Linked DNA regions of Mus musculus: regions 1, 2, 3, 5, 6 and 7 are each linked to region 4. Evidence: chromatin contacts called from public HiChIP or PLAC-seq, Micro-C, capture Hi-C and promoter capture Hi-C data. All regions are on one chromosome and are shown on one strand. Each heading gives the region's core, a stretch centred on a gene start, on an enhancer-like site or on the middle of the called end of the contact. The rest is flanking DNA. Distances are from core to core; before and after follow the strand shown.

Region 1 (3,746 bases), core at 630-3,129, 350 kb after region 4:
CTGGCGGCAAGCTTTGTCACCCACTCATTACTGAGACGTAGAGAGTGCCGAGGTCAAGTGCTTGCCTGGGGTAGGCAAGGCCCTGGCTTCCATGCCAGCCCCGCAAAAGTCTAAAAGAAATAAGAGAGAAGGAAAAGAAAACAACAAAAACGAAGCTGAACATGGTAATCCAAATATTTGCAATCCCAGCACTTGGGAGACAAGGAGGGGCGCTGGGCTACAGAGATCGTGCCTCAAGAACAAGAGAAAAAAAAAACAAAAACCCAAAAACCAAAACACATTTGTCAAATCAAAACACACAGCTGACTCATGTTTCCATAGACCAATCTGTTCTGTTTTGTGCTACTTTTGAAATGCTTGCTACATTCACTAAACTCACTTTGTGACCTATACATGGGCCATGACCTGAAGTTTAAAATAAGCAATGCTTTTAGTTAAACAGTTAAGTCCGTTTGTGCGGGGACAGGGAGGAGGGTTGGCTGGTGACCATCAGAGGACATGGGAATGTTTGCTCCACAGGGTGGAGCAATAGAGCTGGAAAACTGAGACAGCTTTCTATGGGAGAGAGCAAGTGTTCCCATTACTTCTCTGACACACAGGCACATGCGCACACATTCTGTCAGACGGTGCCTCCTTCCTCTTGTGTCTGAACAGCATCACAGGTTAGCTGTAAATAAATCATTTCCTCCACTCTGTGCAAAAAAGGAAGCCACAGGTCTTTTTCTGTCAGTTTGCTGGGGTTTTTTTTTGTAAGAAGTCCTATCTCCTTGAATAAAATGGAGGCCCTTCCCTGCAGACAGTAATATACATCACTGATCTGGGACCTATGGGATACAAGACACCACATCGTTGCCACCTTTGGCTTATTGTCACTATGATTCACTATGGGTCCGAAACACATGGACAAGTGAGGTGAGTTCCAGGTCCTGTCAGTGCCCTGCGGGTCGAGCAGGTTTCTATCTTTTCCCAGAACCTTCAACATGGCCGCCTTCATGTCTTTGTTTCTCAGAGAGTAGATGAAAGGGTTTAGCGTGGGGGTCACCAGGCAGTAGAACAGAGTTAGAAACTTGCCCTGGTCCTGGCTTGCCAAATTGCCAGGCTGCATGTACATGTAGATGATGCTACTGTAGAAAAGAGACACCACCGCCATGTGTGACGAGCAGGTGTTGAAGGCCTTGCGCCGACTAGCTGTAGACTTGATCCTCAGGACGGCGGCAGCAATGTAGCCGTAGGAGACCAGGATCATAATGAGAGGCACAAGAACAATAGGGATGGCCAGGATGAAAATTAGGCCTTCTATCCAGCTTGTGTCCACACAGGAGATGTGGATGATAGCCGGCATCTCGCACACAAAGTGGTTGATACGGCGATGACCACACCGCCCCAGAGACATGGTCAGTGGGGACATCAGTGTCGAGCTGGCTGTGCCACCGAGCCAGGCAAAGGCTGCCAGCTTCAGGCACAGCTGTGGGTGCATGATGGTCAGGTAATGCAGTGGCTTGCAGACAGCTACAAAGCGGTCGTAGGCCATAACTGACAGGAGAATGCACTCGATGCCCCCCACGGACAGGAAGGCAAAGAGCTGAACAGCACATCCTACGAAGCTGATGGTCTTCCGTGGGCCCCAGAGGTTAATCTGGAACTGGGGGATGCTACTGGTGCTGTAACAGAGGTCAAGAAGGGACAGGTTGCTGAGGAAGAAGTACATGGGTGTGTGTAGCCGGAGGTCCATGAGGGAGAGGAAGATGATGGCTGAGTTGCCTGTGACAGCTAGAAAATAAAAGACCGTACAGACAACAAAGAGGACCATCTCCAGCCGGGGCTGGTCAGAGAAGCCCAGGAGAATAAACTCCCCAGAGCTCTCATTGTTCTTCTCCATCAGCTGTGACCTGTTCAGAAAGCATGACACACAAGCATTAGGAAAAAGCCAAGATGATCTGGACACAAACGGTCCCCCAGCAGGGACGTATTTCACCACATCATCAATATTTTAACTGTAGCGACTTGTTTAATGCTTGCCTGTCAGGTGAGGTACCAGGAGAAGATATTTGTCTACCATGGAAGGAAGCTCAAACTATCCCCCAAAGAGCACTCTAATCCATTTAATTAAGGTAAACGGATAAATGTTCAAATCTTTTTTTTTTAGTTTAAAAATGGAGCACCTATTGATATTTTTAGAAATAAAGTAACATTTTAAAAAGTCACTTTCCCAGAGTCTTCTAACATTGCAGTGATTTTCAAAAACTTGATACAATCACCTTTTCATTTTTGTGAAATTGTTTCAAGAAGTTTGCTTGGATCTCCCATTTCCTCACCCCATGTCCATGTTTCAGTCATCAAAGATCAGTTGCATAAAAACCTAGGCTATTGTTCTTATGATCTTGTGCCACGAGTTACAGGTGGAAAGGGAATGAGGCACACGTTGGCATTCAAGTTACTCACAGTGACTAACTATGCTTCCAGGAAACTAAGAGCCCATGGTCCTAAATGTTCTGACTTCTGAAAAGCTAAAGATTTGGTCTCACCTTGTGACCTAGTGATTCAAGTGACATTGCCTAAGAGACCCAAAGTAGCTTTCATTGTGTGGAGTTTTTCTGAAAATTATGGCACACAGGAAGGAAAAAAAAAAAAGAGCAAAATGTCTCACAAATATGAGACATGTTGATTTTCAAGCTTCCTGAAGCCCCAGCGTTCTAAGATGCTGGTCTGCAAGGAGGAATTCACCTGTCAGGAGGATGCTTAGGAATACCCAAGCCCTGTTTGCTGCAAAGACCTCTCCTCAGAATGACCTGCATCTCTGAGAGATGCATGAAGAGACCGAGTCCAGGATTGAGATGTTGCAGCCAGGTGAGGCCCTCAGATGAAAGGGGAGTCAGGGCATTTTTCCCAAGAGAAGAAAAATGATTGCTAAAGGCTGAAATCTTCCCGCACATGGTTCTCTGTGCTTGGCCTTTCTCTTAAGAAAAGTCGCAGCCATGTTCTTGGGCAACAGAAGCTGGCAGCTGTCCTCCCTCATACCCCGCATGCCACAAGTCAACAGCCTGTTACTTGTCTCATGGCTACACTTTAAACCACGCTTTGCTTCCAGTTTAAAAAAGGGAATCCAGTAATACAATGAATGAAAAATAGAAGAAGTAGAAAATAAATATCACATGCTCCAAGATACAAAAAGACAATGGCAAAGGGTGAGTTCCCTTGACCACATTCTTTAATTGAAGGCTAGAGGTTATTTTCTTGTCCAAAGAAATACCTTGATTCATGGTTATCTGGTGAAATCCCAACCGCAAAATCATTGAAAACAGATCTTCCTAACAATTCACAAGTTGTCTGATACAGACTCTCGGAATGCTTGAAGTATAAACAAACTAATGGGCTTAATTCATTGCCAGTAGCAAACCCAAATATTCTAATAATGTTTGTAGCAGTATATACTATAAGCTGAGAGGTGTACAATCATAAGTGTTCAGGAAAAGCTGGGGACATTTTTATGGCCCATTCCACACTGCTGCACAAAATACGGGAGAAGGGATGATCTGTAACAAACAGAAATGTGTTTGATTTACACTTATCTCCAGTTTGGGAAGCTCGGGGTCATGGGGATACATTTGGTGAGTGCCTTTTCGTTTTACCATTCCATAGTAGAAAGACAGAAGAGAGAGAGGTCAGGGTCATTGTTTTATTTGGAACTCACCTATGTGATAACTTACCCAGTCCTGTGGTTATAGCAGCATTCACTCTGGAAGAGA
Region 2 (4,069 bases), core at 339-2,838, 390 kb before region 4:
CCCAATATCTACTTACAAACATTGACAGGTTAGTGGGTGTATGGAACTATGAAAGCACACAGTAGGGATCTCTGTAAGAGAAATTTCTCGATTGACTAATATGAAGATTTACCAAGAGGCACGACCTCATGTCTAACACAGAATCCACTTTCTTAATCACAACTCTATTGTACCCAGCACACTAGGGACAGACATTGTCACATGTTCTCTGCCTACAGAACAAGGCCCAAAGAATCCTCCCCTATGGGGAGGATGTCAATAATTTATCCAAATGGGGGTCCCATTGACTTGCCTGATGATAGTGTCCTTGGTGAAGACCAGAGGTAGGATGTGGAGAAGCAGCAGAAAGCTTTACAAACAAATCAACCAGGTAGCCTCGTCACTGGTTTACCTGGGAAACAACAGCCTGGGTTAGCTGGACCTGAAACACTATGTAGACCCTATGAGTCCCACAGTAATGAGAATAAAAGCAACTGATGAGAATAAGTCCTTGTCGTACTCTCAGTGCACTCCACTTATTTAACTCCATGCCAGTTCTGGGAGCTATTTAAAAGGGACATCTTAGTGTCCCTACTTCCCAGATAGGGAAATTGAGGCTTGAGGTATGTGTGTATGTGGGGGGCCGGGGGGGGGGTCTGTGACCAAAGTCATAGAGTGAATTACTGACAGAGACTGAGATGGAACCTTGATATCTTTATTCTCATCGCAAACACTTCATACGGCACCAAATGAAATACCTTATTGCAGATCAAGAGGATGGATATAACAGCCAAACTCTAGAATGAGTTATCAGTGTATCGGGTACCTCTCTTTCAGTGAAACGAATCAGGCCAGGAAACTGGCTGATGGACCCTTTTCCTACTTGCTTTTGCTAGTTTAAGATTTTATACGCTCTTTTCTTTTTCAAAAGCCCGATTAAGTCTCAGTACAAGTGTAAAAATGACATGTGTGCTCATTTTACAGATGAGACGGGTCAGGTCGGAGTCCTCCAAGAAGAGTTACAAGACAGACCTCAATCATGCAACCTCTAATCTTCTGGAGCTAAACTCTTGATTCTTACCTTCCTAAGGACTGTCTCCCCTTGCAGTAGACGCTTCGTTTGGTTGCTGGGGAACCAAACACCGCCACTTGGTTGCTAAGGGGAAGTCAAGCGATAAATATCCTGGGTGAAAGTTGATTCGTCACGTGGCCATATTTCTAACACCAACCAGACTTGAAGAAAACAAACGTTTCTCCAATCAGCACAGTCAACGAGCTTCAACTTCTAGTTACGCTTTCTTTCTGCCCGCCTATGTAAACGATTGACACACCTTTTATCCAATAATAGTAAAGATTCTCTAGACTGACCAACGTGCTAATGAATCAAGAAGAACGGCCACTCGTTTGGAGGCGGGTCCGGGGGTTGTGCCGCTAGGCTGACGGAGACCCTAGTGACTTAGCTTGCTTCGTGCCCAATCGGACGCCGCGGGGTGGGTGGGACTTCACTGAGAGTGGAGTGTCGTCCAATCGGAAGTGGGCTGGTTAGACGCTGCCCAATAGAGATGCACCCAGAGGGCGAGGTCAGGCCGGGCGCTCAGCGTTCCGGAGGGTGGGGCGGGGGCAAGTGTCAGTCAGGGCAGAACGCGGCGCGGGCAGCGGAGACCCGTGGCACACAGGAGTCCGGGCTGGAACGAGGCCCGCCGAGATGGAGTTCCTGCTGGGGAATCCGTTCAGCACCCCTGTAGGGCAGTGTCTTGGTAAGGCCGCGCGTGGGGCAGGCGTCGAGTGAGCCACAGCGGCTGACCGGGCTGGTGAGATCCGCGGGCCTCCTCCCGGCACTGAAATCACCTCACGTGCGGGTTGGGCCTCTGCCAATAAGTGGTGTCATCTCAAAGGTGGACTGGGCATCCTTGTCACGAGGCCTCTGCCTGACGCTGGTGCCACCTCACCCTACAAGGAGGCTCCCCCGAGGTGCCGATTGGACTTAGAGAGGTCCCCGGCATCCCTGCCCATCAGGGCCCAGCCTTTCAAGTCTCTCCCCAGAAGTAGTGTCCATGCTAGTCTGCTTACCCTTGCGTATTGGGAGATGTCACTGCGAGTACTCTTCCCCAGGTATCTCGCTGCCTTTGCTCCCAGGGCCTCTGTCTCCCGGAGCCTTTGTGGAATGGAACTCTTTCTTCCGTCCTTGTCCCTGCTCATTGGTACCAATGGCTCTGAGGCTGGGCACTTTCCCAGAAAATGCCCCATGCTGCACGACTTCTAATTTGAGCTGCAACTCAGTCAGGCTGTAGGAGGGACTGGGATGGGGGAGGCCCTCGGGGAAAGTGACTGGCTTGGCAGGGGGATGGCGTGGCGGCAGAATCTCCTAGGCCTCCTAGGAAAGAAGGGAGGCAGGGCTGCTTTGTTGATAAGCAGTCCATTGGATCCCGGAAACTTGGACTCCAGTAGTGACTTTGCCAGGGACGCTCCTCCTGACCTTGTGCGCTTTATATTTTGACGTTCTCTTGTCTGCCACACGGGGTATTTGGAGATAAGATGTGGTGGGACTCTTCAAGTTCTAAAGTTCTGAATCTTCCTTGTTGATATTAAGCGTCTCCTTACATTGCCTCTTGCTCTCCCACTACATAAAGTGGTAGTAGAGTAATCAGAGCAGCTGTCAGTAGTGTAAGGAGTTAGAGGCGGGCCGCATGCTGCATAAGGAATGGCACTGGCCGCTGTGAAGTTTCCTTACAGAAGAAAACACTGGCAGACCAGGGAATAGTCCAGTGGTAGAGCATTAACTTAGCACACACAAAATCCTGGATTTGATCTAGGATCCAGCACTGCAAGTAATGAATAATAAAGCAATTTGGCCTTTCATCCAAGGTGGGAGCTTATGCCAACAGATCAGTCAAAAGTGCTGACTAGCTTTAAAAACAAACAAACTTGGGGCTGGAGAACTGGCTCACCGGTTAAAGACATTGGCTGTTAATCCAGATTCAGGCCCTGGCACTGCATAGTGGCTCACAACTGGCTGTAACTTCACATCCAGGGGATTGATTGCCCTCTTCTGGTGTCTTTTATATACATACCTAAACATACCATGTAAATGGTGCACAGACAGGCAAACAAAACGCCCACATATGTAACATTTTTGAAAATTAAAGTTGGGTCTGCCGGCTGGTTGAAATCATCTTTTATGAACTGGGCTCTGTACTATCCTTATGGGTCTTATAGTTCAAGCAGTAGAGACTTGCTTGTTTCTACTTTGTATATGAATTTATAGCCTACTTTTCTGTTGTTAAGCTTACAAACTTACGGAGGCTTTTTCTGTTGTTGATTGACATTTGGGAGCATTCTGTTCCTTTTGGGTTTTTTGTTTGTTTGGTTTTGGTTTTTGGCTTTTGGCTTTTTGTTTTTGTTTTTTGAGACAGGGTTTCTCGGTGTAGCCCTGGCTGTCCTGGAACTCACTTTGTAGACCAGGCTGGCCTCAAACTCAGAAATTCGCTTGCCTCTGCCTCTCACGTGCTGGGATTAAAGGTGTGTGCCACCACACCCTGCCATTCTGTTCTTTTTTGATAAAGTGTCTTTTATAAGTGATCATGGATTCTGGGACCTGAAAGTCTTTTCCCACTTCTATGACGCTTCTTTCTCTGATGTTCACTCAAGTATCTCTTTTTCTCTGTATGTATATGTGTGTGTATGTAAATACTGCAATTTTATGTGTTTACATATAAACACATATATGTGCATGTATATATATAAATATTTCAATTTTATGTGTTTGTTTTGCCTTCATGTATGTCTATACACCACTTGATTCCTTGTGCTCACAGAGGCCAGAAGAGGGTGTCAGAACCTGGAACTGGAATTACAGACAGCTGTGAGCTGCCATGTGGGTGCTGAGAGTCAGACCTGGATCCTTTGGGAGAGCACCAGTGCTCTCTACCACTGAGTTATCTCTCCAGCCTCCCCTCTTATATTGAAAAGATTTTATTTTATTTATGTATGTGTGTGCATGCGTCGGTGTGAGTGTGAATAGGGTGCCCGTGGAGGAAGAAGAGGGCATCAGATTCCATGGTGCAGAGTTACAGGCATTTGTGATCCAGCT
Region 3 (3,700 bases), core at 171-2,670, 430 kb before region 4:
TTCATTCCTTCACTGGCATTACAGCCTACTTCTTCAGGATTCCAGCATATACTGAAGACCAGTTGGATCATCCAGCCTTGTGGACTGAACAACTACTGGATTCTTGGACCTTCTGATGGTAGAGAGCCATTGTGAGATAAGCTGGACTACAGCCTGTAAACCACTCTAATACCTGCTCATCCCCCTACTCAAGCATTCCTCTAGAGAGCCCTGACTGATACAGCAAGACTCCCGTAGAGGTGGAACTTTAAGTCAAAACTGCCAAGTCTGAGCTCATGAGGCTCTAGAAGACATTAAAGCTTGAGCAACAGCTCTCAGAAGACAGCTGGGCAGCACAGGCAAAGATTGAGCCTGTCTCCCCTATCCTATCCCCAAAGTAAGCTGCGTACATTTCTTTCTTACAAGAACATATATTGGGTATGGAGATGTTTGCCCTGCCCTTGAGTAGCCAGGTATGGCTAAGGAGAGGTAGACGCCACCAGGGTGCTGGCTAAAAGTGTGATAGACCTGGGAAGCCAGATGGAGAGGCTGGTATAACAGATGAGCATGGCCCTGCTCCCCTTGGTCCTTTGAGTTCACTGTTTTGGAGAGAGGTGTGTTGGGCCCAGGATGAGGAGACATGAAGGCTTATGGATGGCAGAGAGCTAAATACCACAGTGCCTCCCACAGCACCACTGTGGGACCCTTTCATGCTGTTTTGGACCAGCTAAGTTTTTAGTATCCTTAGCTGCTGACTCCCTCGTCCAGTTGGCACTGGTTCGGAACAGATGGTGGTGGGCCTTCAGAGAACCTGCCCACTCTATAAAAAGGATCTACCACATAATGTTAATTTCTGAGATGTTTACAGATTTAGAAATGTATCTGAAGGACATGCAAATGTACTTAAGAGGCACACACATGGGAAATCAGCCCATGCAGGGGTCAGGGGACATCTGTGAACAGTGTGGAGAATTTTGTACTTAGGTAAGGCACAAGTGCCACCAAGTGTAGTGGCTGAGAACTTCCTACAACAGCCTGTGTCTATATAGAAAAAAACAAAACAGGAGCAACACCAGACATGATGCTGCACGCCCTTTAATCCCAGCACTTGGGAGGCAGAGGCAACATCTCTGAGTTTGAAGCCAGCCTGGTCTACAGAGTTAGTTCCAGGTCAGCCAGGGCTAATACATAGTGAGACCCTGTCTCAAACAAACAAAACCCCCAAATACAAGAGTGTCAACTCAGAAGGCACCTTTGTGAGTAAGAGAAGGCACAGCCAGAAGACATAAGGTTGTTGAATAAGAATTCCAGGGCCGGGGTGGGCTACCTCCCCGAGTTGTTTGTGGGGGAGGTTTCTTAGGCACACACACAGTATACACAGTTCCCACTGCTGTTGGCGGCATGCCAGAACTGGAAGCTCCTTCCCGACTGGCTCATGCTGGCTGGAGCACTGAGCAGGCTGCAAGGGGAGAATTCTCATCAAGGGTCCTGCTCAGCTGTGGGCCTCATGTCTTAGGCTGTCAGCATGACATCCATGCAAGATCCCCACAGGTGCAATAGTGGCAGGATACACGGGTACAAAAAACTACGTTCCATTTGGATTGAAGACCCACTCCACAGTGGGGACTGTCTTAGTCAGGGTTTCTATTCCTGCACAAACATCATGACCAAGACGCAAGTTGGGGAGGAAAGGGTTTATTCGGCTTACACTTCCACATTGCTGTTCATCACCAAGGAAGTCAGGACTGGAACTCAAGCAGGTCAGAAAGCAGGAGCTGATGCAGAGGCCATGGAGGGATGTTCTTTACTGGCTTGCTTCACCTGGCTTGCTCACCCTGCTCTCTTATAGAACCAAGACTACCAGCCCAGAGATGATCCCACCCACAAGGGGCCTTTCCCCCTTGATCACTAATTGAGAAAATGCCTTACAGTTGGATCTCATGGAGGCATTTCCTCAACTGAAGCTCCTTTCTCTGTGAACTCCAGCTGTGTCAAGTTGACACAAAACTAGCCAGTACAGGGACCCATGCCAGGACAAAATCTGTGTTAAAGGAGGGCATAGGTTTTAGTGGAGAAGCTATTGTTTTCTTGTTAAATGTATATTATTTGACTAACAAAATATGTACACTCCCTCTGGGTCTTTCATTCTTGCTCTTTCTCTCTACCCTACCTGTGTCTCCAGTCCTTTTTTATTTTTATTTATTTATTTAGACGGTATTTCTAACCCAGGCTTGTCTTAAATTCACTATATGACTGAAGATTAATGATATGACCTTGAACTTCTGATCTTCCTGGGATTACAGGTATGTGCCTGCCTTAGGGTTTTACCGTTGTGAGCAGACACCATGACCAAGACCAGTCTTATAAAGACAACATTTAGCTGGGGCTGGCTTACAGGTTCAGAGGTTCAGTCCACTGTCATCAAGGAAGGAGCATGGCAGCGTTCAGGCAAGCATTATGCAGGAAGAGTCAAGAGTTCTACACCTTATTCCGAAGACAAACAGAAGAAGACTGGCTTCCAGGCAGCTAGGAAGAAGGTCTGAAAGCCCATGCCCACAGTTACACACCTACTCCAAGGCCATACCACCAAGTGGTACCACTCCTTGAGCCAAACATATTCAGATCACTACAGTGCCCCAGTCTGGTTTTCAAATTGGTTTCTAATATTTGTGCTTATGCCCAGAGGTTTTTGCTGTGATTGGCGTTAGTCAGCAATGCTTCTTTTTGTATTAAAGTGGTGGCTACTGTAGAGACACACCTGCCTAAACTACTGAGAACAAGTAAATATTGAGGCGTAGCAGCCAGTGCTCAGTCCTAAATGGATGAAAATAACTATGCATCTCTAGCAGTCAGCCTCACCAAAGTGCAGGGAGCACTGTAGAAGAGGCAGACGACAGAGCAGAGAATGTGGAACTCTTGTCCTCTAGGCATGGCATAGCCATTGCCATCTGGGAATCAGCAGCTATGATCATCTGCAAGAGTCCCTCACACGTCTGGCCCAACAACAATTCCCTCATGGGAAGAGACAAGAGCCATTAAGGCTGCTGTCCTCCCCAGGGGTGTACATAAGTAGTTACCAGTTGCTAGAGGGAAGGCAAGATTCTGCCAGCAGATTGCTCACATTCTGTAAGTAGTCCTAATTAAGCCCATTGGCCATCATGCTAGACTTGGATGGAAGTATTTCTCTGGTCTGTTGTCCTACCCGAGGAAGGTAGAAATAGACTCCCCAGGAGAAGTCACCCAGTATCCCTAAAAGCCTGTGTGTCAAAGGCCAATGCCCCTGGGTCTTGCTATTGGGTGGCAGAGCCTCATGGAAGATCTTTGGGTCATTGTGGATGTGCTATCAAAGGAGATTCTGAGACACACACACACACACACCCCAATCCTTCCTCTTCATCTCACTTCTTGGCTGTGAAGTGGATCATTTTGCTCTGTGTGCGCCTGCCATGATGGTACCAACTGATCATGGACTGGACCCTATGCAACTAAGATCAAGAATAAACTCTATAAGGTGATTGCGAATGGAGTCTGTTACCGTGATGGGAAGACATGCACATGTGTGTTTCCACTCATCTTCCACATGGGCGCATGGGAGCTTCAGCTTCTTGCTTCCCTGGTCCTCAGCATCCAGAGTTGGGAAAGATAATGCCTGCAGCTCATGACGGCCACAGCCAGCAGAAGAGCACTAGCACGAGGTTAGTGTTCTGCCATAACCACGCCT
Region 4 (4,007 bases), core at 1,260-3,759:
TCAGACCCCTCAGTGTTCTTGCGACCGGAGACTTGCTGGCAGAGGCTGTGTGACTGTGCGCCTGGAGGATGGAGTCTTCCTGACAGGGTGTTTGAGCTGGGTAAATGAACCTCGGAGGTGGCAGGAAACCACCAGTGTCTGCCAGTCACCTTGCATCTAGAAGGGACTGAGGCAAGATGTCAGGCCCAGTCGTGACACTGACAGTGGAAGGAGAGAGGGCCATGAATCTAAGCTGAGCCTTGGCCATCTGGATGTCTGTGGGTAGAGCTGGACCATAGCTTTGATTCTGCCATCCCTCCTCCTCCTCCTCCTCTTCCTCCTCCCCTTCCTCTTCCTCCTCCTCCTCCTCTTCTTCTTCTTGGTTTTGCTTTTTTTTGTTTTTTTGTTTTTCGTTTTTTGTTTTTTGTTTTTTGTTTTTTTTTTTGTTTTTTTTTTGGTTTTTCTGAGACAGGGTTTCTCTGTGTAGCCCTGGCTGTCCTGGAACTCACTCTGTAGACCAGGCTGGCCTCGAACTCAGAAATCCACCTGCCTCTGTCTCCCAAGTGCTAGAATTAAAGGCGTGCACCACCTCTGCCCAGCTCATCCCTCTCTTCTTATTCCTTGGATTTTCCTGGGACTGAAGACTCAGGGGAATGGTGACATTGGCTCTGCCCATCCTGAGTCAGAGCCCCAGCCTTCCACACAGTGCCTTCTGGAGGCAGAGGAGAAGGGCCTCAGCCGGGTGCGCAGCCATTACTTGCCCCCTTAAGAGGCCTCTTCCTGCAGTGACACTCTATGCTTATTACTGAATGCAGCAGTCCTGTGTTTGGCTGAGGCACAGGTCCTTCTCCCAGATGAGGGCAGACACCCCAGGTGAAGGGAGGGGAGCAGGGGCAAGGGCAGGAACCAGGAGGTGAAGGACTCACCCCAACTGGCCTGTCCTAGATCTAGCTGATGAGTCCCGGGTTCCTCAATTGATATGGATGTAGAAGCAGCCTGGGAGGAAGGGGAGTGAATATGGATATCCTGCTAGATTGAAACGGGCCAGACAACCGCAGCAGCCTGTGTAGTGGGCTCTGTTGTGGGGGCACAGGCAGAGGGGAGGAAGGGAAGACTGGGAGCCAGGTGGCCAGCAGCGTGCTTCCCTGTGCTTCAGTTCCCCCATCTGTTAAATGCAGAGTGTTGCTTCTCTGTCTCCAGGGAGAGCATTATCATTTAGCACAGGGACCACCAAATCAATACACCTACGTTGCATGGGCTCCAGGCAGGATGCCCACTGCTGATCTAGAGACTGGGTTTCTGTTGAAATCCTGGATCATAGTGCAAGCATCTGGATGGGTGGGAATGACTTTAGCCCTGCCTGTGGGACACCAAGACTGCCTGGATGGGCAAGGGGCATTTGTCAGCCACTCGGTCTCTGGGCCTCTCCTAAATAAGACGAGGTCAGAGCAGAATAAACACAGCTCACCTGTGTCGTCAGTTACAAGCAGCAGACGCGTCCCGTTTCTCCTCAAGCATCACTCAGTCCTGGTTACTGATCAACCTGCCACCGGCTTCCTCCCCTAGGCAGCCTCCCTGATACTATACTTTTATTGTTCTGACCAGGCCCTGGTCTCGGAACGTGTTTGTACTTAATCTTTACAATCAAGGAACCAGTGTCATCTTTCAGAAAGGGAAACTGAACTACAGTGAAGGTTGTGCTTCCAGGCCTCCTCTGAGATCATCGGCCCCAGTCAGCCACCTCAGTGCAAAATGACGATGAATTGGCCCACGAGAGGGGAAAGTCCCGAAAGCCATAGGAGGCTGTAGGTACTCTGGCCTGTTTTGATTTTTTTTTTTTAAAGGGGCTTGTCTCGAAGTATGAAGTCAGGTACAGACTCTCCTCTACTGAGGTCCCCATCGATCAGATTCTCTCTAGTTGGGAAAGTAGAGCACAGGAAGTCCATGACAGCGCTCCCCGTCAGGGTCCCCAGCCAGCCTCCTGCCCCTCTCCAGAGTGGCCACAACCTTAGGCATCCCAGCGGGTCCGTGGGGCTCCCTGCTTCCCTCTGGTGGCTGAAGCGCAAAGCGCGGACGATAACATAGAAAACCCACAAACACCGGACACTAAGCCCAGGAGAGCACCAAGAGTCCGGGGACCTAAGGGGTTGGCCCTGGGGCAAATGTCCAGCAAATCTGTTGCTATCATCAGATAATATTTTTTGGGGAAACTAAGGCCCAAGAAAAGTGGGTGTCTGTGCACTAGTGTTAAGAGAATGGAGATCCCAGAGGTAAGTGAATCAAAGGCACAGCCAGGACCTCTGCGGCCAAAAGTGGGAAGCGCCGGATCCCACTGGCCGTAGTTTGGATTTAGTTTTCCTTTCAGCGCACGTAGGTCTGAAGAGGAGCCTCAGGCTCCAAGGCGGAGGTCGCTGCGTCTAGGAGGAGCTGGGCGCGTCCGGGGGCGGGACGTGACGCACCTTAGCTGGGAGGTGCCTGGCCGGGCTTCGGCCAACTGAATATAAGGGCGGTGTGGGGCGCGGAAAGCCTGAGCCTGCTGTCTGTACCCAAGAGCCCAGACCAGCTCGCGCAGTCCCGAAGCCAAGCTCTTCCGTCACTCCGGAGTTCTCTGCAGCCCTCTCTCTACCTTCTCTCGGCCACGCATCCGCCCCTGGGGCCCCTCTACCCAATGAAACTGGCCGCGATGATCAAGAAGATGTGCCCAAGCGACTCTGAACTGAGTATCCCGGCCAAGAACTGCTACAGGATGGTCATCCTCGGCTCATCCAAAGTGGGCAAGACGGCCATTGTGTCGCGCTTCCTCACGGGCCGTTTCGAGGATGCTTACACCCCTACCATCGAGGACTTCCACCGAAAGTTTTACTCGATCCGCGGCGAAGTCTACCAGTTGGACATACTGGACACATCCGGCAATCATCCGTTTCCCGCCATGCGGCGCCTCTCTATCCTCACAGGTGAGTGGGGAGTCGACGGGGATAGGGGGACCGGAGTCTTGAGGGGAGTGGATGGGGCTGGTGTGTTGTGCTTGGGGCTTGCCCCTTCACCTGGGGTGTCTGCAGCTCTGTGCCTGGCAGCTGTCCTCACCTTTCCCACTCGTTCCCTTATAGGAGACGTTTTCATTCTGGTGTTCAGCTTAGACAACCGCGACTCATTCGAAGAGGTGCAAAGGCTCAAACAGCAGATCCTAGACACCAAGTCCTGTCTCAAGAACAAAACCAAAGAGAATGTGGACGTGCCGCTGGTCATTTGCGGTAACAAAGGGGACCGGGACTTCTACCGGGAAGTAGAGCAGCGGGAGATTGAGCAGCTGGTGGGTGACGACCCTCAGCGTTGTGCCTACTTCGAGATCTCAGCCAAGAAGAACAGCAGCTTGGACCAGATGTTCCGTGCGCTCTTTGCCATGGCCAAGCTGCCTAGCGAGATGAGCCCCGACTTGCACCGCAAGGTATCTGTGCAGTACTGCGACGTACTGCACAAGAAGGCTCTGAGGAACAAGAAGCTTCTGCGTGCGGGCAGCGGAGGCGGGGGCGACCACGGCGATGCCTTTGGCATCTTGGCGCCCTTTGCTCGCAGACCCAGCGTGCACAGCGACCTCATGTACATTCGTGAAAAAACCAGTGTCGGCAGCCAGGCTAAGGACAAGGAGCGCTGTGTCATCAGTTAGGAGCCCCCAGGGTCAGCCACACAACCTGAGGACCTTTTTTGTTCAAAAGTCAAATCGGATTCCTGGACTAGCGGTCCGTGCCACAGGAGCGCCAATTGGCCTTCTCCTTCCCTCCCTGAGACCCAGCCCGGGGAGACCAAGCCAGTAAGGGACAGTCACCTGCTGTGAAAGGAAAGAGAACTAGCTAAGACAGGAGCTGTCACCTCCGATTCTGGGATGCCAGGACCCAGCAGAGGGGCGCTTGGCATTTTTCTCAAGAGGTTTGAGAAAAAGCGTGTGAAGTTCATCAGCCTGTGAGACTTAAAGTAACTGTCCTGCTCGCTTCAGGGCAGGACTAATAATAGGGCATTATCTTGTCTGTGAT
Region 5 (3,613 bases), core at 402-2,901, 340 kb before region 4:
CCACTGGCCTTTACAGCACGTCCATCAGCAAACCACAGGGACCTTGAGCCTGTGTTTTATTCTGGATTGTTTCTCCTTGTTAAATCACCGTTGTTTCAGATGTCAAAACATTGCCATCATAGTCAGCAGCCTTGCCGTGCTGTCCTACATACATAATCACACACTTGCTTTGGCTGCAGCCCTTTTTTGCTGTATAATTGTACACAAAGGCCAGATGTGAGCTATGGCGTAGAGGTGGATGAACTGACCCACCAAAGGCCTTCTAAAAACTATCCTGTTATTCTTGATGACTAGATAGCATTAGTAATTAAAAAAATTCTCTGTGTGTAAATAAAATAAAATGGGTGCTGGAGTGATGGCTCCCAGAGGTCCTGGGTCTGATTCCCAGAATCAACAGAGCAGCTCACAGCTCTATGTAACTCAGTTCCAGTGGATTCGATACCCTCTTCTGGCCTCCTTGGGTACTGCATGCGCATGCTACACAGACATCTGAGTAGGGAAAAATCCATACACATAAAATAATAAAATAAAATTTAAAATTACGGATATATCTTAAAATGAAAGTTTTATCTCTTTTGAGATGAAGTTTTATTACCTTTCCTAGTTCGTCTCTGGTTCTTTGCTCAAATAATCTTCCTACCTGGGATCCCTATAGCTAAGCTTACAGATGCCTGTGTATCGATCAAAGAAATCGTCTTTTTGTTAGAAATTGCCCCTCCTCATACACCCAAACCAAAACAGATGACTGGAGAGATGGCTCAGGGTTGAGAGTGTTCATTGTTCTTCCAGGGGACCTAGGTTCTGTCCCTAGCACTCACATGGCAGCTCACAACCGTCTGTGACCCAGGGGACCCAGTACTCCTTTTCTGGCCTCCATGGGCACCAGGCATGCACATGGTACACATACATACAGTAGTTATATATACATACACATAAAAATAAAATAAAATAATCTTTTTTTTTCTTAAGTAAAAGAAAGAGCCAGGCGTAAGTTGCCTGTTTTAGCCTAAGGTTTTAGAGGTTGTGGGGTTGCCTTCCCGGGGGGGTGGGAGGAGGGCGTTTCGTCTGCACAGGTTTCGTCTGCACAGGTATACCTTTCACATGTTAAACTCTGTGAACTATTTTTTATTTCCACGCACAGCTGCCTGCTCTGGCTTCACCACTTCCCTGTCCCTGACTCAGTCGTCATCCGCACAGTGACCCTTGTGTTCTAGGTAGGGGGTCAGTCACCTTGTGGGTGATGCTGTTGTCCCCATCAGCCTCATGTTTTTGGGCCCAGGGCACATCCCTGGGTTTTGATTTCTAAAACGAGCTGATAATTTCCCACATCCCATTATTGTCTCCCATCTGCAGCCAGCCCTCCGTGAGGTGTGGCTGTAACAACAGGTTAAGTTTTCTAGAGAAGGGAAAGAAGATCAGAGTAAATATTCATGAGTTACTTCGAATTGCAGCTGCACTGAGCTGAACTCTCAAGGCATGTAGAAACCTCTGTGTAAGTTTGCCAGTAATTCCCAAAAAGCTGCTTAAGGGGGCACCAGAATCTCCTGAAGAGTTTCTTTAAAATGTGCACGAAGCCAGGATTGATGGAGAGGGCGCACCATAGAGAATGTAGCCTTTCTCTGTAATGAAAGTGAAACTGCTCAGCAGGTACCCAGTTACTGTTCCTCATTTATTCCATACCGCCCTAGTTTTCTTTCTACTGCAGAGACCACAGAGGAAGGCTACTTACTGGCTTGCTTCCTCTGGCTTGCTCAGCTGTTCTTTTTATATGTAGCACTGCCCTAGTGGGCTGGGCCCTCTCATATTAATTAGCAATCAAGAAAATGTCCCAGAGACGTGTACCACAGAATGCCCACAGGTCAGTTGTGATGGGGGCAACCTCAGTTAAGACTCCTTCAACCCAGGTGGCTCTAGTGTGTGTCAGGCCCTAACCAGTGCACTGATAGAACCTTGGTTCTGTTTGGAGTGGCTTTGCCCAGCTAAGATACTACCTTCTCTGGCTCCCTTGTAGCTAGGAGTGGCCACCTATAAACTCTGGCCTGTAAGCTGAAGACTCCTAGGGGAGCACTCCTTCATAAGTGGACACTCCCCAGCCTTTGTACCCTCTCCCTTCCTGTTTCATGGGCTTTCAGGTAGCAGCCACTGTCTTGTAACCTCAAGTAGATGATGACAGTCACATAGTTCTCAAGTCACTGTACCTTCATGCTACCTGCTTCAAGATTTCTTCTTGTTCCACGAGAAAAATAAACCCCCATCTGCTTAAGCAAATGTTGGTTTTTAATTGCTTGCAGCTGAATGCAATCATAACTGATAAGGTAATGTTTTAATATTTTACAAGGGAGAAATATATTTACATATTGTGTAATTAAAAATGAAAAATAATTTAAATCCCCACAGATTTCTGTGCCCCACATCAGATGCACTGAAATAGAATCTTTGGGCTCAGGATGCACATATCTACATTTTAAACAAACTCTGCAGGCGATTCTGGTATACAAGGAAATGGCAGAATCATTTTCATCCTTGTTAATATTGTGAGTCCCATTTTACAGATGAGATACTGAATCAAGGGAATAAAGCTCCATGCCTATATCCAGGTCAATGCACACATACGTGTGTATGCTTGGAGTAAAGGGCTTAGGGTGAAACCCAGGGTCCTGGGATGCCAGGCATGCATGCTGCTACTGAGGTGCACCCCTTGTGCCCAGTATCCCAGTAACCCCTAAGTGAGGTTTGACTCTGGACCTATCTTGTTCCAAAATATATACCTCCTCACTTCCTTACCCAAGGAAACCTAGCTGCTCAGCATAGTCAAACCGTTTCTGAAGGGATCCTCTAAAGTGGAAGGTCCTGTCTCCGTATAATAGGCTGCTAGCACTGTCCAGGGACCGCATCACTGCCCTGGCTGACCTGGGAATGAGTGCTGCCTGTTCTCATGAGTTCTTGGTTTTCCTTTCTACTTTTGAAACAAAAATGTATTGAAATTTCATTTTCTCCATAGGTTTTCTTGGGTTAGAAATGACTTAGAAATGATTATAAGTCTTATCCAGGTAAGGTAAGTAGGGTAATTGTAGTCTTTAAAAGTGTAGAAAGCATAGAGCCCGTAATTAGTACGCACAGTGTTCATATTAGACCTGACCGGCCATTGAGGAGTGATAGATTTTTAATTAATTAATTAAATCTTGTTTCTCTGTGTAGTCCTGGCTGTCCTGGAACTCACTCTGTAGACCTGGCTGGCCTTGAACTTTCTCCTGCTTCTGCCTTCCCAGTGTTGGGGTTAAAGATGTGTGCCACAACACCTGGCTTACAGTCATTCATATATCATGGATTAATAAATGAACAGTAAAGTACATATTAGGTTCAGGTAGATATGTATGCATTTGAGGTCAGCCTAGTCTATATAGTGAGTTCCAAGTCAGCCAAGGCTTCATAGTGACACTGTCTCGAAAACAAAACAAAATAACTATAATTCCAGGCTCATGGTCATCTTTGCTTTATTTTCATTGGAAGTAAATGATTATTAAAAAAACAGAACAAACAAACAAACAAAAAACCTTAAGTTTCCCCCCCCCTTTTTTTTTTTGACTTGTACCATCACAGAGAGAGGCAGGGA
Region 6 (3,590 bases), core at 355-2,854, 300 kb after region 4:
TAGTTTGCCCCATAAAACAAGTCAAACCTTGCTTGCCTGCCTGCTTGCCCATAAAGGCTTTAAAAACAGCCAAACCAGGGCACTTCAAAGCAATGTTTTCAGTCTAAACAGCTCTTTCCAAAAGGAGTGGCTACAACTAGGTGGCACTGGCTGGACCGTGTGGGGAACTCCACTGAAGTCAGCAAGCAGGGGGCAAAGGAAGTGGGCGAGGGGAAAGGGGAGCAGGATATATAGTGCTTTCCCAAAGTGCTGCAAACAAGGCCAGGAATCCTCAACACCAGAAACGGGAGAGCAACCAGTTCCCAAGGGCCAGTTGCCCAAATTGGAGACCTTGTACCAACACAAATTCCCAATCTCCTACACTGCTCCGGGGTTGGAGGTCTTTGGCAATCTAGGACAATGTTTTCCATGACTGTGACTTGGAGGTCTGGAACTCTGTTTTCCATGACTGTGACTTTGACACGGGTTAGGAAGAGCGTCTAACCTGGTCCAAAATCCTGACTAACAAATTAAGGGCAGACAGAGGGGGAAACCAACTTTCCCCAGAATGTACAGGTCTTCTTGGTCTCCTGGGCCAGAAAGCAAAACCAAGAAGGGAAGCCCCTACCCCTCGACAAAAGCTATTCCTACCTTCAGTTCAAGAGCAAGACCCACCCATCTGAAGAGAAACACCTCATCTCTCTTCAGACCCTGACGGTGACAGTGACTTAGAAGGAGAGCAGGCTCTATTCCACAAGATGGAAACTGGTGACCCACGCAAACATGCCAATTCCTGGGACAGTTTGGTGGCCAAGTCTGCGTCCAGTCCCAAGACAAGTCGCGAGGGGGGCGAGGGGGGGGGTAGTACTGACAAGTGGCAAGCAAGCCCCACTTTGTTCCTATCCAGGGAAACCAGACATTTTTTTGAGTCACCCAACAAGCATGAATCACACGGCAGAGCTATGGGAACGGGAAAGGATGTTATTTTTCGGCATTCTTGAGGATTTTCCCTTTGTCCCAGCTCTATCGATACTCTTCCCGCCCCCATTCCAACCCCATCCCCCAACTCTCACGCATTTTTTTTCCCTGCTCCATTTTTATTCTCTCTTGGCCTTCGCAGGCTCTGCGCTCCCCGGCACGACTCGCAGGCAGGACTCTCAGCTCCGCACCCGCGGCAGCTCACCTGCGTCAGGTCCTCGTCGTTGAGCAGATGCGACTCGCGGGGCTTGAAGCAGTTCTGACACTTGCTCTTGTTGAAGATGTTGGCCTGAAATTTCCTGCACGGGTTTTCCTTGGCCGCCGACATGTCGGCTAGGCGGCCGCGGAGCGGGCCGCCACGGCCCAGCGCTCTCCCGGGGGTCGGGGACTCAGCGCGGCCGCCGCCGCATTTTGCGCTGGCCGCCGCAGGCCCGGAAAGGCCTCCCCTCTCGCGCCGCGCCCCGCCTGCTCGCCGCGGCCTCAGAGCGCGCGCGCCGCCTCGCGCCCCGCCCCGCCGCCCGGCCGCTGTGGGCCCATGGACGGACGCGGCCTCCGGCCGCTGGCTCCACCGCGGCCGCCCCCAAGGCGCCGGCCGGCAAGTCCAGCCGTCGCGCTCACCCGGCGCCCGCCGCCACCGCGAACGAACCGAGCTGGGCGCCGCGCGCACTCGGGGAGGGGCGGGGTGGGGCGGGGCACCGCAACCGGCAGCCCCGCGAGCCAATGGCACCCGCACGCTCCTGCTAACAAAGAAACCCGTCGACCAATGGATGACGGGGGCGGGACCGGGAGCAGCGGGCGCAAGGTAACTTGTCCAGGCTGGGAAGGTGGAGGCGCTGGGATGGAACTTTCAGGTTTGGTGGACTGGCGCCGCCGCCCGCGGCCTGACAGCTGCGGCGTTGGGCTGGGCTGCTCCCGGAAGGACGCCGGAGATCTCCGCGGTCTCCCTGCGGGCCCCTGTCTTTCTCGTAGTCTCTTCGCTGCGGCCTTCTGCCTCGTCTAGCCTGCGCCCCTACTGTGTGCTAGGTCTGTGGTCGACCCAGATGCCACCATAAAGACTAGAAATTGTTTCAAGTGCTTCCCGTGTTTTAGATCATTAAAGTTCCATAACCTTCCCGTGACCATTCCGGTTTTACGTAAGGAAACTGAGGCGCGCGGAGCAGTTAAGTAATAAGACGTAGTGTTTCCGAGGTGACTAGAAGATGTCAGCAGCCGTGAGGAGTTGTCAATTCTATTATGGGAGCCCAATTCTGCTAGAGTTACGTACGCACTCTTACCTCCGTTTTGTGCTTGAGGAGACAAAAGCTCAGACACTGCGAATAGCTTGTGCAAGGTCACTCTGCAAGAAGGGCCTGAACTATATACTACAGGCCACTCTTGTCCAGACTCCCAGGCAAAAGGCCACTTGGAAAGGAAACGACAGAGGAGTCCAGAATGGGCGGAGGGGAGGGGGATGGAGGGGGACAACCCCTGCTCCTTAGGAGGCAAATTGTTCCCAGCAGCAGTGAAATGGATCTAAGCAGAGAGCATGCAGAACTGTTCCCAAGGTATGCAGGTGTAAGTGTGGGGAGGAGGAACAAGAAAGGAGTATGTGGTCCCAGAACTCTGAAAGTAGATCTAGGAGGGTGGAGAGTTTAAGGCCAGTCTGGACCGTAATGAGACCTTTATAAGGAGGCTAAGGAGGAGAGGAAAGGGAAAGAGTGAGGGAGGCAAGACAGAAAGGAGGAATCACTTTGACCTGAGATTCCAGGCTCAGCTGGCTGGCAGTTCCAGAAGTCAGCCTGTGTTTTTTAACAGGCTGAACTAACTCATTCTTCACAATGGAGGTGATATTGGAGCAGGTGGTGGCACTGAGAGCAGCTGCGCTCAGGTCACAAGGAGGCTTTAGGAGAGAAATGCCTTCAGAGTTGCGTACTTTTCCACTGGTCATCTGGTGACTACCCCGGGGAGGTGCATTTCCATTTTGAGAAAGAAATGCTCTCCTGCACAAGGAATCAGGAATGAAGGAGCCCAGATCAAAGTGTGCCTGCAGCCTGAGGGGAAAGCCCAGCTCTGATCCAGCTGTGGGCAGGTCTTTTGCCCTCACTGGCACCTCACTGACCACATGGACAAAACTGACATGAATGTAAGGTGTTGCAAGCATTAGGTGATAATCATCTTTGCAAAATACTTCACATAATGTGGCCAATTGTTAATTGGTGAATTTTGGGAAAGGGTGTTTACTGGACTATCCTTGCGACCTTGTTGATTTAAATTTTTTTCCAGAATAAAGACGGGGAAGGGGTAAAGGGAGACTGACGGTTCTTGTCTGCACCGAATACTCGGAAAGTGATACCAGTGGTGGCCTCTGGGGAGAAGAACTGGGTTATTGGGAGGTGACCTACTTTTAAATTTTCAATATAAAACCTTTTTGTTCCTTTCGGGTTTTGTTTTATGAGCATGTACAAGCTGTTTAAAAGAAAGACTTAGAGCCAGCAAGATTGCAAGGCGCGTAAAGGCCTTTGGTACCACACCTGATGAGTTGAGATGAGTCCCCTGAAGCCACATGGTGGAAGGACAGCACAAACTCCTGAAAGTTGTCCTCAGACCTCCAGATGAGTAGTACAGTGTGTGCTACAGTGTGTGCGTATGTGCGC
Region 7 (4,100 bases), core at 1,213-3,712, 420 kb after region 4:
GCTCCAGCTGCAGGGAATATGATACCCTCTTCTAGCCTCCTCAGGTGCCAACACATGCACAGTGCACATAATAGACGTGCAGGAAAACACTCACACACGTGAAGTTTTTGTTGTTTTCTGGTTCTTGTGTTTTGGGTTTTCTTTGAGACCTGATCTCTTTGTTATATAGTCCTGATTGTCCTGGAACAATGTCCTCTGTAGACCAGGCTGGCCTCAAACTCCCATAGATCTGCCTGCCTCTGCTTTTCAAGTACTGGGGATAAAGACATGTGCTGGGGCTGGTGAGATGGCTCAGTGGTTAAGAGCACTGACTGCTCTTCCGAAGGTCCTGAGTTCAAATCCTAGCAACCACATGGTGGCTCACAACCATCCGTAACGAGATATGACTCCCTCTTCTGGTGTGCTACTACATACATCCAATTCAAAATAAATCTTATAAAAAACAGACAAACAAACCCAACTACCTGGTACAGAGCCGGAGAGAGCTGGTTCAGGGAGTAAAGGCACGAACCAGATGACCTGAAGTTTGATCCCCAAGGCCTACATGGTAAAAAGAATCAACCCCTGCATATTGTCCTCTAACCTCCACATAGGTGCCGTAGCACACACATACAGGCACACAACATAAATAGCTAAAAACGTTTAATGCTTTAATTTGAAAAACAAAATCTAAAATTGCTCAGTCAGGACTTGTATTGCTGAGACTTCACTCCTGTTGTACACATTCTCAGGTCAGGAACAATTACGGCTGCATTGTGATGTGCAATTGGATTGCCACCTAGCTCCGTCTCCTTCTCCCGGATTGCCATTGCCTTGCCACACCCCTCATCATCATCTCCAACTGGCCCAGTGGAACCCAGATCCCTGTGCATAACAGGGAGGTGCTCTACTGCTGAGTCACACCACCCCAGCATCCTTATCTCCGGTGACTACTTCCTTCCGCAGCTCCCACTCAGCATCTTCTGCCTGGGACTTCCCTGGTTTATTCCAAATCCCTTCTGCTGCTTCCCTGGTTTAGAGCAGACGAGCATCTGCTATGAGCTGGTTGGGGAACCAGAGGAGGACCTCAGCACTGAGCCAACTCACGAGGTTGGAACCAGCCACAACAGTCACCTGCGAGTGAGTGAAGACTGAGACCGGAGTTTTTACAGAATTAAGAAAACCACACTGCTCCCCTCCCTCTGACCCTCACCCTCCCGTACCCCTGCAGGAGAGAAGGAAAACCCATGGTCAGAGAAAAGAGGATTCTGTGTTTGGAGCCAGCCTGGGATACTTGAGACTCGAACTCAAAACCAGAGAACTGAAGATGTTGAATAGACATAGTTATCCATAGCAAATGGATATGCACAGATGAGACAAGCACAATGTAATAGACACACATGAATATTCAACATTAACCTTTTTTAAGAAGGAAATTCTGATGTACCTGAACACATTATGCTAAGTGAAGTAAGCCAGCCAAAAGAAACAAGCCCTCCATGAATCTACCTGCACGAGGAATCCATAGAGGTAAAGTTCACAGGGACAGAAAACAGCGGTGGTTGCTAGGAGATGGGGTTAGGTAATGGGGACTTATCATCTAGTGTGTTGGGAGCTTCAGTTGTGCAAGATGAGAAGTTGGTTGCACAACCATATGTTTTCTTGTTGCTAAGCCATATATGTAAAATTACTAAAATTCCACCTTTTATGTCACGTGTACCTTACTGTAAGAAACAAACAAACAAACAAACAAAACCAAAAACCCTTCTGTTTACTCACTCCACTCTGGCTGGTCCTTCTTAGCTTTTTCCCAGAGGTCTCGCCTGTTGATCGCAGCAAAGATCCACACAGCCATGGCCCAGGCCTTCTCCTCGCCATTGAAGTCAATCATGAGTGTGGCTAGATCCAAGTGATCTGCCTTCTCCATCTGGCCCCTGGGGACTGGGATACAGCCTTTCTCGGGCGGGTAATCTTCCAAATGCATTTTGAATTTCTTGAGGTCCACATCTTCAAGGTCCTCTAGATACTGAGCCAGCTTGCAACGGACACTCGTCATCTTCAGCAGCAGCCCTTTCGAGGGTCTCGGGGCTTAGGTCCACACTGGCAGTGCAGGAATGAAAACCCCATGGGAGTAAAGAAGAATGGTATTAAAAGTCTCCACTTCCAGAAAACGAAGTTATCAGAAACACAGGAAACTAGATGCTAATATTGAAACCTCTAAGGGTACCCCATAGATTGGTACAGGTTTTTAATGAATCACCATCTCTGACTTAGTAAGAACTGAGTAAGCCAAATGTTTACCAGAAAGTTCTCTTAGCTTGATCCAGACGTATGTCCTGAGCCATGGAAGAAAAGTTCCTCTGTAGAGATAAAAATAAGAAAGCCATTAACACAATCAGATGTGGTATACAGAGAACACGCATATACAAAGTCACCAGGACTCGTGTCTGACCAGAACCCATGGTGACGAGGCTAGGACCTGGGCACAGCCTTCACTGTTTCTCAACCTCAGCTTCCTCCTTCAGACACTGAGAAAGCAGAAGAGATTGCTTCCCGATTTCTTTTAATGGAAAGCCCTGGTTTCTTGCTTTTATTTTCAAAGGAAGGAGGAAGCCAGGAGAAAATAAGCTATAATAACCCCAGAGCACCAAGGTGAGGACTCACAGCCCAGACGGGCTGACAGCTAACCCTTCAGTGTTCCTCTATTTCCCACTGACAGACAGAACCCGATCAGGTGGAATTGTGTGCATATAAAGAGGAAGACTACATGCGTACATCGCTTTAACGGCTCTTTAACATCTCACATCTATAACGAGCATCGTGATTCACATTTAGTCAGAACTCTGGGCCTAGATGCTGCCCTGATTCTTTTTACTCTTCTCATCTAGTTTCTCCACTGAGGTGTGTAGGTTCCTTCTGCTGAGTGGTAGAGACACTAAGTGGCTTTCTCAGACTGAAGCCATAGATGGTAGAGGAAAGTGCCTGAAAGGTGGTGATGGCCTCCGAATTGATATTCATGTGACAGCAAGATGACATTGAAGGTGCCCCAAGCTCGATGTACCTGTCTCGTGTCCACTCTTGCATCTCCTCTCCCTGTCTCCTGCCGCACCTCACATCTTTCTGTCATCTCTAGTGTTCTTGCTGACTGCTGCCCCAGCTCCACAGATCCTCCTAGACTTTTGACCCCTCAGTTCCTAGTCTTTCCCAGGAGTTCTCAGCCCTCTGCCCCCTGCTGCTAAGACCTGCCACAACAGATTTGCTCTTTACATTAGCTGCCCCCTGGGCTTCCAGCACATTCCCCCCCTCACAGGCAGTCCACCCTCTGCCACCCTGAGTAGATGCTGTTTAAGTCCTAGGGAGCTATAATTGCTTCTTCTGTGAGCGCTCACGCGCACACACACCTCCCTAACATGCATGAACCACGTAACAGCAAACAGAACATCCCAGAAATACCTTAATGTTAGATGAGTCTAAAAGAAATTCCTTGTCTATTGACTAAGATAAATCATGCCATTAAAAATACCCTGGACCTTTTATCCACTCTGCTCCATGACATTGTACTCACCCAGATAGCAGCCTTGGGTACAAATAAAGGGGAAATGAGATAAATATATAGGGGTCACTGTGACACTGGAGACAGGAAGGATGTGGCTTCAAGACGTGAACAAGCTTGCATCACTGTCAAAGACGGATTGGCAGTTACTCATCTGGATGGATTTTCCAAACCCAAGCAATAGAGTTCTGAGTGTAAGCCTAAGCTGCAGACCAGAATTCCCGGGGGTTCCCTGCAGAAGCCTTTAGAAACAATGGGAAAAAGTGAAACCTCAGGGCTCAGCACAGGCAGCGAGCAGCTCAGTGAGGCCTAGGATCCCAGAGAGGGGGACATAAGCAGTGGCAAGCAGAACCAGTGTGTGGAGAGCTGAGGACAGAATCAGGCTTTGAAACCCTAGATTCTAATTTCTTTCTCCTGGCATGGAGGTGGTCAGCACGCAGCTCCAAGTGTTCTCCATCTCCTGTTAGTTTTAAAAGCATAAGTCTTACTCCATGACTTTTGGTCTCACCTGTCAGGCTGAGGTGGCTGTGTCCCAGGAAAAAGCCAAAGTGCTTGGCTTTCTTTACAC

The links. Promoter capture Hi-C pulls out the DNA fragments that hold promoters and counts their contacts. A called contact is a pair of places that touch in the nucleus more often than the background predicts. HiChIP or PLAC-seq counts read pairs in DNA pulled down with a chosen protein or histone mark. Capture Hi-C pulls out chosen DNA fragments and counts their contacts.
Region 1: a contact with region 4 is called in a capture Hi-C map of macrophages, with 2.5 times the contacts expected there. The contact joins the promoter of Olfr225 here to the promoter of Rasd1 in region 4.
Region 2: a FOXA1 HiChIP or PLAC-seq map of pancreatic cancer cells shows a contact between it and region 4. The contact joins the promoter of Tom1l2 here to the promoter of Rasd1 in region 4. A contact is called at or near these places in 2 of 39 promoter capture datasets (cranial neural crest and liver), 3 of 115 datasets of contacts at active chromatin or transcription factors (embryonic stem cells and pancreatic cancer cells) and 1 of 9 other capture datasets (adipose tissue).
Region 3: an H3K4me3 HiChIP or PLAC-seq map of forebrain shows a contact between it and region 4, with 5 times the contacts expected there. The contact joins the enhancer-like site here to the promoter of Rasd1 in region 4. A contact is called at or near these places in 5 of 39 promoter capture datasets (the 3T3-L1 cell line, the C10 cell line, cranial neural crest and 1 more), 4 of 484 Hi-C or Micro-C datasets (the G1E-ER4 cell line, adipose-derived mesenchymal stem cells, nephron progenitors and 1 more), 3 of 115 datasets of contacts at active chromatin or transcription factors (embryonic forebrain, forebrain and neural tube) and 1 of 9 other capture datasets (embryonic stem cells).
Region 5: a contact with region 4 is called in a promoter capture Hi-C map of pre-B cells, with 2.7 times the contacts expected there. The contact joins the enhancer-like site here to the promoter of Rasd1 in region 4. A contact is called at or near these places in 12 of 39 promoter capture datasets (the 3T3-L1 cell line, the C10 cell line, the HPC-7 cell line and 10 more), 1 of 15 datasets of contacts at CTCF or cohesin (pro-B cells), 9 of 484 Hi-C or Micro-C datasets (Sertoli cells, cerebellar granule neurons, cerebellum and 5 more), 3 of 115 datasets of contacts at active chromatin or transcription factors (astrocytes, forebrain and memory CD8 T cells) and 1 of 9 other capture datasets (embryonic stem cells).
Region 6: a contact with region 4 is called in a Micro-C map of embryonic stem cells, with 3 times the contacts expected there. The contact joins the promoter of Mprip here to the promoter of Rasd1 in region 4. A contact is called at or near these places in 1 of 484 Hi-C or Micro-C datasets (embryonic stem cells) and 2 of 115 datasets of contacts at active chromatin or transcription factors (embryonic stem cells and pancreatic cancer cells).
Region 7: a contact with region 4 is called in a promoter capture Hi-C map of the C10 cell line. The contact joins the promoter of Nlrp3 here to the promoter of Rasd1 in region 4.

The regions. Positions count from the first base shown.
Region 1 is chr11:59,611,099-59,614,844 of GRCm38.p6, reverse strand. Olfr225 (olfactory receptor 225) reads right to left here and starts at 1,879. Exons shown (of 1, transcript NM_001011740.2): 1 at 620-1,879. The coding sequence starts at 1,879. The coding sequence ends at 620.
Region 2 is chr11:60,350,424-60,354,492 of GRCm38.p6, reverse strand. Tom1l2 (target of myb1-like 2 (chicken)) reads left to right here and starts at 1,588. Exons shown (of 15, transcript NM_153080.3): 1 at 1,588-1,736. The coding sequence starts at 1,685. Drc3 (dynein regulatory complex subunit 3) reads right to left here and starts at 1,113. Exons shown (of 14, transcript NM_029044.2): 1 at 1,061-1,113; 2 at 293-391.
Region 3 is chr11:60,394,436-60,398,135 of GRCm38.p6, reverse strand. No RefSeq gene overlaps it. Among named protein-coding and RNA genes, the nearest start is that of Atpaf2, 21 kb to the left of the region's middle. Within about 2 kb of position 1,420, at least 8 of the 459 cell types and tissues checked have an H3K27ac peak or open chromatin away from gene starts, as enhancers often do. A contact at or near this core is called in forebrain, where this site is marked.
Region 4 is chr11:59,963,446-59,967,452 of GRCm38.p6, reverse strand. Rasd1 (RAS, dexamethasone-induced 1) reads left to right here and starts at 2,509. Exons shown (of 2, transcript NM_009026.5): 1 at 2,509-2,933; 2 at 3,087-4,007. The coding sequence starts at 2,648. The coding sequence ends at 3,643.
Region 5 is chr11:60,303,854-60,307,466 of GRCm38.p6, reverse strand. The region is part of intron 1 of Tom1l2 (target of myb1-like 2 (chicken)); the gene reads left to right. Among named protein-coding and RNA genes, the nearest start is that of Gm38501, 47 kb to the right of the region's middle. Within about 2 kb of position 1,651, at least 95 of the 459 cell types and tissues checked have an H3K27ac peak or open chromatin away from gene starts, as enhancers often do. A contact at or near this core is called in the HPC-7 cell line, astrocytes, hematopoietic stem and progenitor cells and 3 more, where this site is marked.
Region 6 is chr11:59,660,521-59,664,110 of GRCm38.p6, reverse strand. It overlaps Mprip (myosin phosphatase Rho interacting protein), which reads right to left and starts at 1,604. Exons shown (of 24, transcript NM_001368931.1): 1 at 1,163-1,604. The coding sequence starts at 1,285.
Region 7 is chr11:59,541,048-59,545,147 of GRCm38.p6, reverse strand. It overlaps Nlrp3 (NLR family, pyrin domain containing 3), which reads right to left and starts at 2,462. Exons shown (of 10, transcript NM_145827.4): 1 at 2,281-2,462; 2 at 1,759-2,079. The coding sequence starts at 2,035.